Linked DNA regions of Mus musculus: regions 1 and 2 are each linked to region 3. A link is a contact called in public HiChIP or PLAC-seq and promoter capture Hi-C data. All regions are on one chromosome and are shown on one strand. Each heading gives the region's core, a stretch centred on a gene start, on an enhancer-like site or on the middle of the called end of the contact. The rest is flanking DNA. Distances are from core to core; before and after follow the strand shown.

Region 1 (4,392 bases), core at 898-3,397, 430 kb before region 3:
TGCCTTCTTGAGTCTCAATGTCATGCTTCTTTTAGTGAGTGCAGTATCTGCAACAGGGTAGAAGTAGCTAGATTCATGGCTGCATCACAGAACCTAGAAGGGAACCTTACTTAGCATGAGTTTGGTAGTAGATGTCCCCAGTAGAGCTTCTGTTTGTTCTCAGTAAGGATACTATTGTTGGGAGAAGAAGCAGCTATCTTGTGTTCATGTTATCAGTAATTTGGGGGTTACAACTATTCCCCCCTTTTTTTGGTGACTCCAGAGGCCAATCTTGGACTCTTTATAGGCTTAAATCATCTGTGCTAGCTGGTTGGTACTGGGATCTCATCACCATCAATTGAATACTCCCTAATCTCTGCTTTATATACAGCAAAAGCTTATTGATTATGCATGGCCCGAATGTGAGCAGTAACAGAAGACTTATCAGGGGCCCTGTAATTGTAGAAATGAGGGTAGTTAACCATGGGGAAGTATTAAATAGTGAATGATACCAGCTTTTGGAGTTTTCTCGTTCTTTTTTGGCGCCTCTCTATGCTTTCTCTAACCTTAGCTAGTAATTCTCTGATTATTCCAGAGTGATTTACCTAAAAGCAACATTCTTCTCATAGAGCCGCACACAAGCCTCCCTGCTGCAGGAGCAAAGTCTAACCCTCGTCTGTTCTGAAGAACTGCCTCAGCCAGAGAATCTACATTTCGCTCTAGGTATGCGATGGATTTTTCTAAGTATTGGATGTCTTGATCTATATCTAATTTAAGGCTGTTGTAGTTCTTCTCTTGCAACGTTAGGGCTGCTATCCCGGAGCTAGCCCTGCTCCCAGAATTACAGCCAAAGTTAGGGAAATAGGTTCTCTCTTCTGTCTCATGAGGTCTCCCCCAACATGCCCTATTAGGTTCTTTGGCACTATTTTTTCTGAATAATAGGTTATGCGTGGCACCAACTGAACTACAATACAGAACTCTTTTGCAGTAGGGGAATTAAGGACCTCTCCGTGCACACATGGAGTCAACCCTGTTGAACAGTCCCACCAAGCCTGTTCAGGGGTGGGTGGGTGGGTAGGAATAACCCAGTTTGAATGAACCATGGGGGTTTTTTGGTTACAAAGGTGCTGATGTGACAAGGGAATGTTCCCCAGGCAGGTCCCCTGTCTTGATATGGTGGTCTGCAGGATTAAGGCTGGACCTCTTGGGACCATCTGCATGCAGTGTCTCTCTCAGACTTATTATATCTAGATATAAATCCAACACCTTCATAAAAAGGGGGTCTGGCATTAGAGCACAGCCAGCAGGAGGTGGTTAGCTCTGGCCGGGAGCCGTTCAAAATCTGAAAGGTTTTTAGCATCATTGACCAGAGCAGATCTACCAGCTCTGTGCGATTCAAAAAAGATCCTGGGGCTGGGGACCCCTGCTGGGGGAGGACTTGGGGAGGGGGCAGCAGTCCAAGGACGGGCTTTGGCGCAGGTTTTTTCGGGGCAAGACCTCTTGGTTTAGGGTTTGCCAAAATCCGATTTGGTCCTACAGCCACCCGCAGGGGGTTCACAATTGGTTTTACCACAAGTTTGATGGTGAAGAGGAGGCCTGGACTAATCCCTCCAATGACATGGAGTCATTGACATGGAGTCAGAGGCCCCAGGACCTCTCAGCTTCCCAACCCTTCCCTGTTTCCCTTTGTCTGTAAACCTCAGTAAAACTTCAGACCTGCTCCCCTTCCTGCCAACTGTGATAAGGTCTTCCTTCGACACTCCCCAGGTTTTTTAGCCCTCTAACTGATGTCTCACACCCCCCAGGAAGTACAGTAAAATTGTTCTGGACCCCCACATGTAATAGTCCTTTTCTGTCCTGGACATATATAAAGTTCTTCACCGACATGGTGGATATGAATGCCATAAAGTCTGTTAGGTGTCAGGCCATGAGTTATCAGCCAGCTGGCACAGATCAAAGGTTAAATCTGGAAACCACCGGGTCCCAAGTGACTTTTTTGTATTAGGAGGTTGGGCCCGGTAACCCGTTTCAGGATTCTCAACTGTCCAAGTCAAGTCATAAGGCTGGTGTGAGTTTTTGATCTCTGAATGGAGACATGGGCTAGGAACAGCAGTGCATGAAGCCAGTAAAAACAGCAAGCTTAGGACAGAGTTAATTTTAACTTGAAGGGATGAGTGCCCTTTTGGACCCTCCATTCTGGCAGTGGCAGCTGTGAAGTCTAGCGATCTTCTTCTGGAGAGAACAGATCAGCAGGTGAGTGCAGTGTATCCAAGTAGTGATACAGTCCACCTTTACAGCTGTTAAAATTGTTAGCAGGATAATGTAGGGTCTCTTCTAACAAGGCTCCAGCGCTTTCTGGCAAAACTGCCTCACGTAGACCTAGTCTCCAGGTTGAAACTTATGGGGCTCTGGAACTGGGGCCTGCTTCATAGAGGGCACACAGTTTAGACCAACCCTGCTCGTGAACCCATTGAGTTGCTCTGACCTTCGTTATGAATTTCATAACCTTCTAATTCTGCAATGGCTACTGACTGAAGGTTAGGGACAATAGGGGCAGGGACACCATACATGATTTCAAAAGGAGTTAGTCCTAACTGGTAAGCACAAAGGGAAGGAGTGTCACCTAGTCTATGGCAGACTCTAGGGCTAATTTAGTCAAGGTCTCCTGAAGTGTCTGATTCATTCTTTCTACGTGTCCTGAACTTTGGGGCCTGTGCACAATGTAACTTCCTATCTGTCCCAATATATCTCGCTACATCCTGGCTTACTTTGGACACAAATGCTGTCCCATTGTCTGACCCTGTCATATGAGGGAATCCATACCTCGGTAGGATATCTTCCAGCAACTTCTTAGCCACTGCCTTTGCAGTCTCAGTCTTTGTTGGAAAGGCTTCTGTCCACCCAGAGAAGCTATCCACGAACACTAGTAAGTCCCTGTAGCTGTACTTTCCTGGTTTGATTTCTGTAAAATCAACTTCCCAGTAGGTCCCCTGGTCTCTATCCTCACAGACATAAGCCAGAATGTTTGGCAGTGCTGTGGGTGTTGGTCAATTGGCAAGCTCTGCAGCTTGATATTACATCTTCGACAGTACGCTGCATTTTTCTGAAAATCACTTTAGATTGTCTCACTGTATCTGCCATCCGTTTCACTCCCATGTGAGTGATTCTGTGGATTTTTTTGAGGATAGACCTTGCTAGGGGGGCAGGTAATATTAGCTTACCTTCAGCCATCTGCCACCAGCCCTCTGAACACTGGTTCATGGGCTGACTCTTGGCTCATTTGACCTCCTCCTCCGTGTAGGCTGGGCATTCCTGTAGGTTGGGGTCGGGTGGTTCTGGTAAAGTTGCAGCTAACACGGAGGCAGCTGTTTCCTCTAAGGCTGCCTCTTTGGCAGCTCTGTGAGCCAAGTTCTTACCTCTGGTGACTGCCGTGGTTCCTTTTTGATGGCCTGGACAATGTATGATTGCCATTCTCATTGGCAGCCAGAGGGCTTCAAGGAACTGTAGGATCCCATCTTTGTTTTTGATAGTTTTTCCTTCTGCAGTTAGGATCCCTCTCTCCTGGTATATGGCTTCATGTATATGGGCCAACGCATACCGGCTATCGGTGTAGATGTTGATGGCTAGCCTTTTTCCCATGATGAGGGCCTGGGATAGCATCAGTTCAGCCCTAGGAGCTAAGGCATCTGCGGGGAGAGACTGGGCCCAAATTACCTCTGTTTCTGTGGTCACTGCAGCTCCTGCCTTCCTCTGTCCCTCTCGAATGAAACTGCTTCTGTTCATGAATCAAGTCTGCTCTGCCCCTGTCAAATGCGAGCCTTTTAGGTCCGGTCGAGTACTGTATGCTTGTGCCAAGGTTTCACTGTATTGGTGGAGCAGCTGATCCAAGTCCGGGTAAGGAAGGAGAGCTGTGGGATTTAAGGAAGCAGGCGAGTGGAAAGTAACTTGGCCAGGATTGATTAGTAGGGTCTGATAGTGAGTCATGCAGGCATTACTGAGCCACCTGTCTGGTGGCTGTTTGAGCACCCCTTCGATTGCATGGGGGGGGGTAGCCACAGTTATATTCTTTCCTATATCTGCATCTTTAACCAGTAATGCCGCAGCCACAACGTTGCACAGTCAGGGTGGCCATCCTGCTGCCACTGGGTCTAATTTCTTTGATAGATAGGCCATAGACTGTTTCCATGGTCCCAGAGTTTGAGTCGGGACCCCTTTGGCTATTTACTTCTGCTCGTTGATGTACAGATGAAATGGTTTTGTTATGTCTGGAACCATCTGGAAGCCCCAAAGCAGGAGCTAACAGTAGGTTCTGCTTTATTTTATCAAAGGTCTTTTGATGATCTTGAGTCCAAACAAAGTCTTTGGTCTCTCTGGTGGCCTCATATAAAGGTTTGGCTATTTCAGTGAAACCTG
Region 2 (3,966 bases), core at 1,221-3,720, 360 kb before region 3:
ACAGTCCCCCAAGGCATTGTTTATCATGGGTCCCTTCGATGTTTGATCTGACAGTAGGCAGGGTGCGGGGTTGGGAATATGTACACTACACATAGTGTATAGGTGCCCAAAGAGGCCAGAAAAAGGGGTACAATCACCTGGAGTTACAGCCATTGTGAGCTACCAGAGGTGAGAGCTGGGAACAAAACTCAGGTCATCTGGAAGAGCAGGAGTCACATCTAACTGTCACATCTAACTGTTGAAAGGTCTCTCTAGTTGGCAACTAAAAAAAATCTTTACTTTTCTTTCAGCAACAAACTTAAATTATCATATTTCCAAAACTATGCTCACATAGCTAAGAATGGTAGCTTTGATCCCAAACAGGTAAATCTCTAAGGAACAGTCAGTGATACCTAGAGAGACCCTGTCTCAATAAAACCAGAAATAAAAATTTATATATAAAATATAAAATAGAAATAAATTGGAAAATTGTATAAACACACATATATTTAAATCATGTGAATTAAAGGGCATTTGTGCTAAATTTACACTTTAGTGGGTGCTGATTTATCTATAAGCTAATTTGGAACTATACAAACAATATGCAATCATAAGCACACAGGCAGATATGATATACGATACGTACCTGTACACATACATAAGAATAGTCAAAGCCCCAAGATTTCATAGCTTCACTTAGAATCATCATTTGCTAATTTTCAGAAAGTTAAACCCGTGGCGATGTGACTGCTTCCTTCAGGGACCTAGGCAATCAATCTTTAATCGCAAATGTATTCCTTCAAACATAGGTCTTTTTGCAAAAGAAAATAATAGTATGTACATCTAAAATATCAGAGCATAATGTAAATATCATTGAGAAGGCTTTAAAAGTCCAATGTGGCAAAAAAAAAAAAAAAAAAAAAACAAAACCCAAAATCTGGGGCATGTTCTAGATACTTCAGTGAGTTTCTTTTGCAGTTAGATAGTACTGGGATTAAAGGCGTGTACTGTTGCGGCCAACCAGCAGCTCGAAACGAACGGTTCAACTGAGATGGCAGCTCGGGCTGAAAGAGAGGAACTAGACGGACAGAAGAAAGAACGGAGCCAAGTCAAAAGCAACTCTGATCAAAGCTCAATTTTACTAAATCAGCACGCAGTTATGTAGGAGAGGAAGGGGGGGCCGATTCCCGCCAAATAGTCTGGGGGACCAGTAGCAGGGTGACCACGTGGATGGCTCCAAACAGCAAAGCGGCAGGTTCCAGCAGTGGGCGTGGCAGAACGATTGAGCAGGCAAGCTCCATCCAGGTGTAAACAGAGGAACCCTAAAGCTGGGGGAGGGGAGGCTACAGTGTACCACCAAGGTGTCTCATGCAATTAATTTTTGAAATGGTCGGTTAAATGTCAAAGGTCCTATTTTGGTAGCAGTGGCACAGCTAAGTGACAGAACCCCTATGATCCTGTTGCTGTCTGTGTGGGTAGCAAGAAGCGAGTGGACATTGACTGCTGCCTGACTGTCCTGGTGCTGGCCCTGCCACACTCCTGGTGGCCCTGGGCACAGAACTCTGTTACCTTGCACATCAGGTGTGCTGTCTTCTCACTGCAAAGCTCAGGGTGGCCATGAACAGATGACAACAGAAAATGTTATTGTAATAGTGGGTGGGAAGCAGCAACGTTGTACAGCAGTCACTGGAAGATGCTTACATAGTCTGCCCGAAGTTGGGACACATTGAAAAGCAAGTTGAGTTTACTGCTCAGAGAGTGTGAATGCTTCCAGTGAATGCTCCTCTGCTGGGAGAAGTAACTGTAGTTAATGAAGTGTTTGCAGAGCATCTGTTATGTCAGATGATCAAGATGATGCCATGAGGCCCTTGACTCATTGCTGAAGGGAGCACGTGTAAAATCCATTGGGGAGTTTCTATGCTACCCTCAAATATATGGGGTGAAGTAACTTGCTCCAGCATGCTTGCCTTCAAATAGTAGTGGATAGACAGGCTAAATGATCTTTATCATTCCCCTCTCTTTCTCCCCCTCCTCCTCTTCCTCCCCCCTCTCTTTCCCTCCTCCTCTCCCCCTCCCCATCCCTGTTCCTCCCCCTCCCTCCCTTCCTCCCTTCCTCCCCTCCTCTCTCTCTCTCTCTCTCTCTCTCTCTGTGTGTATGTGTGTGTGTATGTGTGTGTGTGTGTGTGTGTGTGTGTGTGTGTAACCTCCTCTCAATAGTATTGCTAGGAAAAAAAAACAGCTTCTGTAATGAGAATTCTGGTTTCTTTAAAGACTCAGTTATGCTATGTGAATATGTTTTTGTTTTAATCCCAGGTGTGGAATAAGAGGCTGTGTCACAGCAGGTGATTATGACTTTCCTCTTGCACTACCAGGGGCATGATTCTTGCCAGTTGCAGATAGTTAAATTCTGAGGACTCTGGAGAAGGTATAAACAGAAGAGCCCCAAGGGCCTGTGGTGGCTGCTGCTTCCTGCTGTTGCTTTTAATAGATTGCTGGTTTACCATTGTTGGGTTTCTGGACATTGATATTCTGACAAGGAAGATCTCTGTCTTGCCCCTAGAGACCAGATGCCTCTAATTAGCAGGAAGCAGCCTAAGGAGATCCATGCCTGACCTACCCAGTGCTGTGGGGTTGAAAGGGTTAGAGTGTAATAAGGATTGAAAGAGTGGTAGATAGAAGAATTCAATGAAATAGCAATATATACGTGTGTGTGTGTGTGTGTGTGTGTGTATGTGTGTGTGTGTGTGTGTGTGTGTTGTGCCAACAAACTTCCTAATGGGTGCAGGTAAACATTATGCACTTCTCTTTTGATCATGCCTTAGACTCAGTCTTTGGACCAGGGACTAGGCTTTGTTATTCAGAATTCAAGGTATTATCTACAGTAAAAAGTGCTTCTAAGAATTCTGTATTTTGGGATAGCAATGTTATTATAAGTCTCACATAATTTGGGGTGTTTTGTTTTGTTAGGTTTTTTGCTTTTGTTTGAGAAAGAGCCTTGAATTTATAGAAACCCATATGCCCCTACCTCCTAAGTTCTAGGATTAAAGGCTGCTCCCAACACATATAATATTGTAACTTGTCTATGTCTACCCCTGGGTTTATGTCAAAAGACTTAACAATCTTCCCATTGAAAATGTCTGGGTTGGGCTGGAGAGATGGCTCAGGGGTTAAGAGCACTGACTGCTCTGCCAGAGGTCCTGAGTTCAATTCCCAGCAACCACATGGTGGCTCACAACCATCTGTAATGGGATCTGATGCCCTCTTCTGGTGTGTCTGAAGACAGTGACAGTGTACTCATATAAATAAATCTTTTTTTAAAAAAAAGAAAATGTCTGGGAGTGGAATAAATTGTATGCTATACAGTGTGATATGAAGGACTACTGCCTTAAGCTCACAATATGTTGCACTGGCTGCTGCTCTTTTATGCAAAGCAAGAGGCTTGCAGAACAAGAAGAAACAAAATATACATCTTCTCCATTAAAAAAAAAAATCATGAAAGTTACAGGTTAAGTATAGCTCTCCTGCCTAATCAGAGTAGCTTCTTTTTAGTAGCAGATGGAGACTATTATGGAGATCTGCAAGTTGGTCAAAAGGCAAAGAATAAATGGTACTAAGATGCCCATCCCAATCTGTGCATCTACAATGCAAACCTGATAACTACGGCTTAGAGAACATCATGGAAGGAGCAGGCAGAAAGATTGCAAGAGCCAGAGGTCCAGGACACTTGCAGCAAGATCTCCTTGACAAGATCGAGAAGTGGTATCTATGAAATCTTATCAATATGGTTGTCTAATGAAGACTTGCATAAGGACAGCACCAGGTGACATGCTAGCACAGATATGGAATTTCCCAGGGCTCCACCCCTAGGAGAAGAACTACAGGCAATAGTGGCTGCAGAGAGCAGAAGAATTTATCTCTCCAGGGATGATCTCCCTGATAGGTTTTCTAATCTGAAGTGGTCAGCCCTAAATACGTGTATATATTGGG
Region 3 (4,465 bases), core at 1,169-3,668:
ATCATTAGTTATACTGCCACCATGGGACAGCAAACAATGGTAAACACTCAAGCAAGGTTAGCAAGAACATGACACCACACCTGCGTGAGAAAGTTACTGTGCTTCACACGGCTGCGTCCACCTTTCCCACGGTAGCCTCTAGTGTTGCTTATCTCGCTGTGCAACGGAGGGACCAATGCCAGCCACCACGAGAACAAATATTATCACGACATCTCAGATACAATGTAGGTGCCAGATTAATCAAGTCTCCAAACAGAAGAAAATACAACTAAGTGCTTGATGTTGATCATGGTCAAAGAAGCCAACCCACCTGCTGTCATGCTCACGTTCACACACAACACTTCCACGACTTCCACTTCATAGATGTAAGCTTTCTGAACGATAGCCCACGGAATGTATACTACTATATCCTTTTCTCTAAACACACAGTGCACAGAAGAGCAGACTTCTAGACTCCAAGTTTCACTCATATTTAAATCTTAACCCTCTTCCTAAAACTATATACAAGCGTATACTCCGTTCACTCTGGCACTGGAGGAAATCTCAGCCCCCGGGGTTTGGGGCCAGCCTGGGCAACACAACAAAACTTCACCTCTTAATTAAAACAAATTCAAGCACACTGAAGTGGCTCCATTACATACCTTCACATTCTCTTGGGCTCCCTCCTGCTTCTGCTTCATACTGAGATTCATTTTTCAGCTGGCAAAGCACAAGAAGAAAAGGTGATTTCAGTATTTATATCTGAATGTGGAATCTAGATTTTTTTTTTAGAAAATTATTTATACCACAAAAATCTTACTACTTTATGGTAGAACCACTATCTGTAACAATGGCACAGTGTCCTGTACAAACTACAGAGATCTCAAAAAGACCTGAGAAAAGGGCACTGGGAAAAGCCAAACAGACACTTGGGCCCATTCACCCTAAAGAACAGCATCATGCACATGACTGCAATCCTGGAACACGGTGGAGATAGGAGCCTATGGGAGCCTAGGCTACGCAGCCAAGAGCCTGTCTCAAAAACAAAAACAAAACCCAAGATCTTTTGGCTCCAACCAAGATGTCGAGCTCAGTGAGTACTGTGCATAACAAGCATGCACAAAGGCTCAGCTCAGTTCCTGGTACTGCATAACCAGACACAAGTCCATAATACCAGCAGCTGGGCAGAGAACCAGAATTCAAGGTTATAGTCAGCTACGTAGCAAACACAAGACCAAGCTGAATTTAAAAGGAGGCTAGGGGGAACGGTAAACTGTACCCCCCACCTCTTACTTACATGTAATTAAAAATTTACATTGTGCCCTGGCACTCACCCATGTATGCAAATATAAACAACTTATAGCCCAGCCAGAGTGGTGTTCTGTTATTTCCTATTCTATTTCAAGTTAATAAAACCCGATCGCCAAAAACAAAACAAAACAAAACAAAACAAAAATTGGGCAGCGGTGGCACACGCCTTTAATCCTAGCACTTGGGAGGCAGAGGCAGGCGGATTCATGAGTTCAAGGCCAGCCTGGTTTACAGAGTGAGTTCCAGGCCAGGGCTACACAGAGAAACCCTCTGTCTCGGAAAAACAAACAAACAAACAAACAAACAAACAAAAAACCCGATCGGAAACCTATTCGCAGGGGCTTTGATGTATTTCTCTTTTCTTTTTAAATGGCTAAGTGGGCAAAGCTGACCTTGAACTCCTGTACCTCCTGCCTCAACCTCCTGGGTGCAGGAGACTGAGCACTGACACCAGGCCCAGACTTGGATAACGAAGGCAGTGGGCCAAGATCCCGCTATCATTAGTGAGTCGTGAGCACAGAGACAGTGTCGGAGAACCTACTATCACCTACAGCGGCACCACTGGGAGAGCAGACGCAGGACTCAATGCCCTTGTCCCAGGAGTAGCGTTTGCTGCAGTTGGTGAGCAGGCGGGAGGGATCTACACCCAGTTCAACCCCTAGCCGTGCAATCAGCCCGGACTCCGAGGCAGCAAACTTCCCCGGGCGCGCCGGCCCCGCCCAACGCGGCGCGCGCCAGCCAATAGGAAGAGCGAACACCAGAGCGCGCCAAAACCGACCTCACCAATGGCGCAGCCCCTCGTCTCAGCTCGCCCAGCTTTGCCTTGCAGTCGGGCCGAGACTCGGGTCCCTTTCAAGTCCCCAGACTCGGGTCCCTTCAAATCGTCGCCTCCCAGGCCGGCTCCCCGTGGCTGAGAAGCAGGCCGGGCATTCGGGCCAGCCCGGCGATCCCGCGGCCGGAGTTGCACTCGCCCCGCCCTCGGTCTCCCGCGCCCTCGGACTCACAGACAGCAATGCTCAGTTCCCGGCGAGCGTGAGAGCCGCACAAGGCCCTGGCACCACACCGGATTCAACGACGCCAGAACGACCCGAACCTGCAGACTAACCCGCCGACCCGGTAGCTGACGCGCCGAAAGGCGGAGCCTCGGCATTCAGCCAATCGCCTCTCGCCGCCGCCCACCGCGCCCGTGGCTTCCGTGCGCCTGCGCACCCAGCCAAGGTGCGTGCAGTCTCTGGAAGAGGTCACCGAGGTTCCTCTTGCCTTAGGAGTGTGTGCCCTCTGACCTTGCCGTCTGACCCTCCGCTTCCGGCTCCAAGTGTCTGCCGGCGAGGACAAAAGAGACTCTCACTAGCGGCAAACACGAGAATATACATATATTTTTTCCAAGGTATTTTGTGTGTTTAGTTTTTAATATACATACATGCAAGCATGCATACCTAGATGCGCACACACTAAAGGAAGCAAATAAACAGACGAAACGTGATGACTCAAAAGTCACACTGTGACAGTCACTAGAAATAGCAAGGGCCCGCTTCAAGCTAACAAAAAAAGTTGAAGCTGAGGAATTTTAACTCTATACTTAAGACAGATGACTTTTACTGTATTTGAACTAGACCTCAATTAACTGGCAAGATGGCTCCTTGGTTGAGAGCATTTGTTCTTGCACGGGACAAACCTGGGTTTGGTTCCAAGCACCCACATGGTGGCTTACAACCATCCATAGCCCTTGTTCCAGGAGATCTGATGCCCTTCATGGACACCAAGATGAATATGCATCACACAGGCAACTTTGAAAAACCTAAACTATACCTCAGTAAATCTAAACAAAGGAGGGAGGGCTGCAATACAGGAAACCTCTATAAAGGACTTCCTGGCTGGCTATATAAATATAAGTTTAAAGCCAGCCAGGTTACATAGACAGAATGCAGTAGGGTTGCTAACACCAGAACCTGCTTTATCAGTCAATAACAATTTAGAAGGAAACAGAACTAGGGCCAAGGGAACCGCGATGGCCTAGAGGCTGAGAAAAGTCAATGTATTTGTCACCTTACTTGTTGCTGTAACAAATACCTGACCAGTGCAACTTAAGGAAGGGTTTGTCGGGGCTCACAATTTAAGCGTACAGTCCTCAGAGTCGGGAAGGTATGGCAGTGGGGGGAAGGGGGGCAGCAGGTCCCATACATGCAGGCCAAGCATTTGTACACATACAAAATGTTGCATGTTAGCCAGCACTAAATCCTGCTCAATGGGAAAATATTCTATCCATTTCCACAGAGAACCTGTATTCTATGGTCCAGCCAGTTACCACACTATCACCTCTCAGCCTCAAGTCCCCTGGCAAGTTCCAGAGGAACTGCATATGTGTTCTGCCCTCAGAATACTGGCGACTTCTCCTTTGCTCTCTCATGCTCTCTAGTGAGACCTGGACTTCAGGTCTGGATGAGGAAGAAAGTTCTTGGTGGGAAAGTTAAGATTCTTCCTACTCAAATTTTTGTGGATTATTTTGTTTGCTTGCTTGCTTCTCAAACAGGGTTTCTCTGTGTAGCCTGGACTGTCCAAGAACTCACTCTGTAGAACAGGCTGGCCTCGAACTCATAGAGATCTGCTTGCTTCTGCATCCCGAGTGCTGGGATTATAGGTGTGCACCAACACCACACTGAGGCTGTTACTCAAAGTTTTAAAAGAATTTTCTTTTCCTAAGAAATGCAATTTGAAGCTGGGTATGATAGCTCACACCTGTAATCCAAACACTAGGGAAGTTGAGGCAGGAGGATCTTGAGTTTGAAGTCATCCTGAGCTATGTAGGGAGACCCTATTCCAAAATGAGGGAACGGGGGGAGGGGAGGGGGAGAGAGGGAGAGGCTAAGGAAATGGCTAAGCAGATAGAGTGCTTACTGCAGAGACTTACCATGTGAATTCCATCCCCAGGACCCGATGGTAAGAGAGCACTGGCTCTTAAAAGTTGTCCTCTGACCTACACACACACACACACACACACAGAGAGAGAGAGAGAGAGAGAGAGAGAGAGAGAGAGAGAGGTGAATGTAAAGAATAGAAAAAGAAAAGTGACATAAGGAACAGCGGCTACCCTTTCCACCTAAAGATGAGATGCAGATCTTGGAGAAACTGCATACCCTATGGGACTCTACCTATGAAACTTTCTGTAAGTATATAC

Evidence for each region. Promoter capture Hi-C pulls out the DNA fragments that hold promoters and counts their contacts. HiChIP or PLAC-seq counts read pairs in DNA pulled down with a chosen protein or histone mark.
Region 1: a contact with region 3 is called in a promoter capture Hi-C map of liver, with 3 times the contacts expected there. The contact joins the promoter of Cmah here to the promoter of Gmnn in region 3. A contact is called at or near these places in 12 of 39 promoter capture datasets (the 3T3-L1 cell line, the C10 cell line, the HPC-7 cell line and 8 more), 4 of 115 datasets of contacts at active chromatin or transcription factors (bone marrow-derived macrophages, large pre-B cells and pro-B cells) and 1 of 9 other capture datasets (liver).
Region 2: a contact with region 3 is called in an H3K4me3 HiChIP or PLAC-seq map of the 230-238 cell line, with 15 read pairs. The contact joins the enhancer-like site here to the promoter of Gmnn in region 3. A contact is called at or near these places in 2 of 39 promoter capture datasets (hippocampal neurons and pre-B cells), 3 of 484 Hi-C or Micro-C datasets (B cells, erythroblasts and regulatory T cells), 6 of 115 datasets of contacts at active chromatin or transcription factors (the 230-238 cell line, the SCID.adh cell line, bone marrow-derived macrophages and 3 more) and 2 of 9 other capture datasets (adipose tissue and liver).

What each region holds. Positions count from the first base shown.
Region 1 is chr13:24,325,257-24,329,648 of GRCm38.p6, forward strand. It overlaps Cmah (cytidine monophospho-N-acetylneuraminic acid hydroxylase), which reads left to right and starts at 2,148. Exons shown (of 17, transcript NM_001111110.2): 1 at 2,148-2,232.
Region 2 is chr13:24,400,786-24,404,751 of GRCm38.p6, forward strand. All of the region lies in intron 2 of Cmah (cytidine monophospho-N-acetylneuraminic acid hydroxylase), which reads left to right. Among named protein-coding and RNA genes, the nearest start is that of Gm11342, 27 kb to the left of the region's middle. Within about 2 kb of position 2,471, at least 35 of the 459 cell types and tissues checked have an H3K27ac peak or open chromatin away from gene starts, as enhancers often do. A contact at or near this core is called in the 230-238 cell line, B cells, the SCID.adh cell line and 3 more, where this site is marked.
Region 3 is chr13:24,759,519-24,763,983 of GRCm38.p6, forward strand. Gmnn (geminin) reads right to left here and starts at 2,419. Exons shown (of 7, transcript NM_020567.2): 1 at 2,295-2,419; 2 at 642-699. The coding sequence starts at 692.